2 separate regions of the Mus musculus genome follow, and region 1 is linked to region 2. A link is a contact called in public HiChIP or PLAC-seq data. All regions are on one chromosome and are shown on one strand. The core of a region is the stretch at or near the end of the contact, and the rest is flanking DNA. Distances in the headings are between cores, read along the strand shown. Region 1 overlaps Phkg1 (phosphorylase kinase gamma 1). Region 2 has its middle 65 kb from the start of Gm34145.

Region 1 (2,700 bases), core at 127-2,626, 630 kb after region 2:
GATCCTCTAGAACGGGAGTCACAGACATTTGTGAGCCATCAATATGGGTGGCGCAAGTATTTAATGCCAACACGCTGCAGGCAGAGAGGCAGGCAGATCTCTGTGAGTTCAAGGCCGCCCTGGCCTTCACAACAAGTTCTAGGCCAGGCAGGGCTACATAGTGAGACCCCATCTCAAAAATCAAGAACAGGGCTCCCAATGGAGGAGCTAGAGAAAGTAGCCAAGGAGCTAAAGGGATCTGCAACCCTATAGGTGGAACAACATTATGAACTAACCAGTACCCCGGAGCTCTTGACTCTAGCTGCATATATATCAAAAGATGGCCTAGTCGGCCATCACTGGAAAGAGAGGCCCATTGGACTTGCAAACTTTATATGCCCCAGTACAGGGGATCACCAGGGCCAAAAAGGGGGAGTGGGTGGGCAGGGGATTGGGGGTGGGTGGATATGGGGGACTTTTGGTATAGCATTGGAAATGTAAATGAGCTAAATACCTAATAAAAATTAAAAAAAAAAATCAAGAACAAAGGGGCTGGAGATATGGCTCAGAGGTTGAGAGCACTGACTGCTCTTCCAGAGGTCTTGAGTTCAATCCCCAGCAACCACTTGGTGGCTCACAACCATCTGTAATGGGATCTGATGCTCTCTTCTGGTGTGTCTGAAGACAGCTACAGTGTGCTCATATACATAAAAATAAATATTTTTTTAATATTTATTTATTTATTTATTTATTTTGGTTTTTTTGAGACAGGGTTTCTCTGTATAGCCCTGGCTGTCCTGGAACTCACTCTGTAGACCAAACTGGCCTCAAACTCAGAAGTCTGCCTGCCTCTGCTTCCCAAGTGCTGGGATTAAAGGGTGTGCCACCACCGCCCAACATAAATAAAATATTTTTTTTAAGTGAGAATAACAAGTACTCTAATTGCTGGCCCATCTCTCCAAGAATAGTGGCTTAATTTTTTTTTAAAGATTTATCTATTTATTATATGTAAGTACACTGTAGCGGCTTCAGACACCCTAGAAGAGGGCATCAGGTCTCATTACAGACGGTTGTGAGCCACCACGTGGTTACTAGGATTTGAACTCAGGACCTTCGGAAGGGCAGTCGGTGCTCTTACCCGCTGAGCCATCTCACCAGCCCCATGGCTTAATTTTTGAATTTAGAATTGTGCAAAACTTTTTCCATACCACAGAACTGATTGTTCCCCTATATGTTCCTCTTCCACTTAACAGAGAGAAGATTCAGGGAAGCCAAAGCCCACATGCTAACCACACTGCATACGATGTTAGAGCTAGGATAGGCTGGGTACGGTCTAGCATCTAGAATGTAGATTGAGCCAAGGAGCTGGGAGATCCCAGAAGCCAGCATGACCTCAGCTAAAACACGCACGCCAGGCCTCCCGCCAGACCGCTTTGATGCTAGTACTAGTGCAGAAGGCGCATGCGCCTTACCTGGTTTCCTTCTCGGTTAAGGTGACCTTCTCAGTGAGATAGTCAAAGAGTTCCCCTCTCTTCATCCTGTGGGAACAAAGCGTTTCCAAGACCACCAGCGCCTTACTTGTCCCCAGACCTGTGTTGTTCCCACCCTGCTGCTGCCGAGGGCGAGGTGGACTGTTCCTCTGAGGAAAGGAACCTGGGAAGGGCGTAGAGGAGTTGTCTGGGAAGAACTGGAAGAAAAGCAAGAAGCTAGGAAAATATGGTGTCCCTGCCTATGAACATTCATGGCACCCTGGGATCTGTTGGCGCTGGGGGCGGAGGTTAGGCATCTGAGTCTCTAGCCCAGGACCCCTAAAGCCAGATCTAGAGGAGTTGGGATTTTTTTTTTTTTTTTTTTTTTTTTTTTTTTTTTTGGCCAGGAAGCAAATGGGAAGAATCAACCGTGTAAGTGTTGGGAAGGCAAAGTCTGCCCATCTAAGTTTAAAAGCCAGCTGTGGAGGCGTATGCCTGTAATCCTCGTGGACACAGGAGAATCAGGAGTTCAAGGCCAGCCTCAGCTACATAGTGAGTTGGAAGCTAGCTCGAGTTACGTGGGACCCTGTCACAAAAACAAAAACAAACGGAGAAACGGGCTGGAGAGATGGCTCAGTGGTTAAGAGCACTGACTGCTCTTCTGGAGGAACTGGGCTCGGTTCCCAGCACCCATGTCAAGGCACTAACAATTGTGTATAAGTCTAGTTCCAGAGAATTCAAGAGAGCCTGTGGTCTGCACAGGTACCAACACTTGCACATACCCACATACAGACACACCTGCACACATACACACCACACTCACACATCAATGATGATCAAAACAAATGATTTAAATAATGAAGACACAGGCCAGATCTGAAGGCACACACCTTTAGCTCCAGCACTTGAAAATGCCCTACAGGCTTGCCTACCTTTGGATTTTCTTTTTAAAGAATTATTTATTTATTTTATGTATATGAGTACACTGTAGCTGTCTTCAGACACACCAGAAGAGGGCATCAGATCCTATTACAGATGGTTGTGAGCCACCATGTGGTTGCTGGGAATTGAACTCAGGACCTCTGGAAGAGCAGTCAGTGTGCTTAACCGCTGAGCCATCTCTCCAGCCTCTACATCTGGATTTTATGGAGGCATTTTCTCAAATGCGCTCCCTCTTTTCCTGTGACTCTACCTTGTATCAAGTTGACATAAAACTAGCCAACACGGAGTGACTTGACTTCTCCATACCTTA
Region 2 (2,700 bases), core at 195-2,694:
CCTAGCATTCTGGGTACATATCCATGCTATAAACTGAGATGTACTCTTCAGAGATTTTGGTTCTGGAAACCCCATGCTGGGCAAAGAAGAGAAGCGGTCACACTCCCATGGAGGTAAGGATACTGTCTTAGTCAGGGCTTCTATTCCTGCACAAACATCATGACCAAGAAGCAAGTTGAGGAGGAAAGGGTTTATTCGGCTTAGACTTCCATACTGCTGTTCATCACCAAAGGAAGTCAGGACTGGAACTCAAGCAGGTCAGGAAGCAGGAGCTGATGCAGAGGCCATGGAGGGATGTTCTTTACTGGCTTGCTTCCCCTGGCTTGCTCAAGCCTGCTCTCTTATAGAACTCAAGACTACCAGCCCAGAGATGGTCCCACCCACAAGGGGCCTTTCCCCCTTGATCACTAACTGAGAAAATGCCTTACAGCTGGATCTCATGGAGGCATTTCCCCAACTGAAGCTCCTTTCTCTGTGATAACTCCAGCTGTGTCAAGTTGACACAAAACTAGCCAGTACAGATACTATACTGTCTCAGATGCCTCCTGCCAGTGACAGGCACCTTGGTGCTAGCCTCTAGCTCTGTGACCTAGGTGAGGCCTACCACTTCTCCAGGCCTCTGTTTCCCCTTCTGTAGGATGAAGAAATTGGCCTGATTTCAAATCTCCAGTCCCGGCGTCCCCCGCACCTTCCGTGCTCCCAGCATGGCCTCCTCGATATTTCTCTTTTAAACCTCACTTCTGTTCCAGCTAAACTTTTCATTAGCATGACGGGAAACCGCTCTTGGCTGGAAGCAGAGGAAGCCCCAGCAGGATGTGGATAAGGTGGCTTTGCCACCGTTATTCGGAAGTGTTTATGAGGTGACAAGCCTGAAGACGGCTCAGGGTGAAACTTCAGCACCCTGAGGCACATGAAGCCCAGGCAGCCCCCTGCAGCTCCGATAAGCTGGGAGCATAGGGCCAGGTTCTCACTCTGCCAGGCTTCTGTTGGCCTCTGGAGGTTGGATCTCTCAGGAGGCTCCTGGAGATGCAGATCTTGTGATGTCACCTAGCAGTGACCTCGAACCTCAGTATCTTCCACTGACCACGTGCCACTCACAGCCTACTGAGCTGCCCACATTTCCTGGAGCCTTTGCTTCTGTGTTCTAAGCCCCAAAGGACAATTCTTGGCTCCCTTTCCCAGGAATTAGCAAATCAAAGGGTATGCTTCACAGGGTCTTTAATTCCCTCTTCCTTGGAGGCCAAGGAGATGCAGGAAGGAGTGCCCGGTAGAGCTTCATTTAAAACCTCAAGGTCAAGCTCACAGAGACCCTGCCCATGGTGCTGGTTGCTACAGTTTCAAGGGCAAAAAGCCCAGGTCTCACATCAGAGCTTGCTTTAAACAGTCTGGGAGTCAGGGCTGCCTTGCTATTCCTGTGAAAGATGTAACCTTGATTCCTCCTCTAGTAATAAAATGTTCCCAGGACCTCAATGGCGGCTGAAAACAACCGGGGCAGATGCTTAAAACTCCCCCCCCCCAACCAACTGGGGAGGTGACTCAGCTTGTAAAGAGCTTGCCTTGCATGTGAAGGGCCTGAGTTTGGTCCTCAGGGCCCATGTAAAATGCCAGCTGCATGAGGCATGTGTACTTGCTCTCCTGACACAGAAGAGGTGGAGAAATGTAGGTTCCTAGGCTGTGGAGCCATTGAGCCTAGCCTACTTGATGACTCCAGGGTCTCAATGAGAGACCCTGCCTCAAACAAACAATGCAAACTACACCAGAGGAATGGCAGCTCAGGTGTTGTCTGGCATCTCCTTGTACATGGACATACATGTACACATGAACCTGTATGTACACACACACACACACACACACACACATATGCATCTTACACACAAACGCTTCCAGGATCTTCCAGTTCACCCCCAGAAACCTGCTAACCTGCTGGTCTAGCCATGGCTAAGGAAGTGAACTGGATCATAGCCACATTGAAAGAAGCCTTGGTCACAGAAGATGAAGAATCCCAGAATTGTAGATTCCAAAGCAGTTTTGCATGTGAGACAATAAGCAAGAGCAGGTGACACTCCAGGCACAGTCTGGGAGTGTCAAACATCAGCCCTCCAGGGGACTCATTAATGAAAGGGGGACTTAGCACAAGTATTTCGTGCCACAAAGAACCGCCCCAGGCCGGGAGGGACCTCCCCCCACCTCTCACCTGCATCACTTTCATTGTGGCCTGTTGTGGATGCCACACGATTTTGCCTGCCTGGCATCTTGTTCCAAGTCTTGAACTAAAATCCTGATATTGCTTTGGGCAGCTCCGCTGTCCCCATCCAATCACCCGCTGCCACCCCTCTGCCTTGTCCTCGGGGCTGCATAGCCATAGCCTCCCCCTCAAAGGAAAAGTGGGACACGGAGAGATTTGGAGCAGGCGCTTCTGAGATCTGAGCAGCCTGCCCAGGTAAACAGGCATGTTGGGCCAATTGAGAACAGATCAAGTAAATTAAGTAGACCCAGTCCCCAGCATGTAAACTTCCCCAGGAGGGTGATGTCACTATCCCTCGGGGGTGCTTCTTCTCCCCTTAGCTATAAAGAGAACATCTTGAGGGCCCCTCCTGGTTTCTGTCACCAGCTCAGAGCTGCAATTGCTTGCCAAGGGCTCTTTTCACCTGAGCCAGATGCTCTCTCTGAGCGCTGCAGAAACCTCTTTCTCTTAATAAA

What was found. HiChIP or PLAC-seq counts read pairs in DNA pulled down with a chosen protein or histone mark.
Region 1: a contact with region 2 is called in an H3K27ac HiChIP or PLAC-seq map of embryonic stem cells, with 6 times the contacts expected there. The contact joins two enhancer-like sites.

Annotation. Positions count from the first base shown.
Region 1 is chr5:129,868,010-129,870,709 of GRCm38.p6, forward strand. Phkg1 (phosphorylase kinase gamma 1) reads right to left here. Exons shown (of 10, transcript NM_011079.3): 5 at 1,452-1,517. Among named protein-coding and RNA genes, the nearest start is that of Phkg1, 9.7 kb to the right of the region's middle. Within about 2 kb of position 1,377, at least 12 of the 459 cell types and tissues checked have an H3K27ac peak or open chromatin away from gene starts, as enhancers often do. A contact at or near this core is called in embryonic stem cells, where this site is marked.
Region 2 is chr5:129,241,222-129,243,921 of GRCm38.p6, forward strand. No RefSeq gene overlaps it. Among named protein-coding and RNA genes, the nearest start is that of Gm34145, 65 kb to the right of the region's middle. Within about 2 kb of position 1,445, at least 8 of the 459 cell types and tissues checked have an H3K27ac peak or open chromatin away from gene starts, as enhancers often do. A contact at or near this core is called in embryonic stem cells, where this site is marked.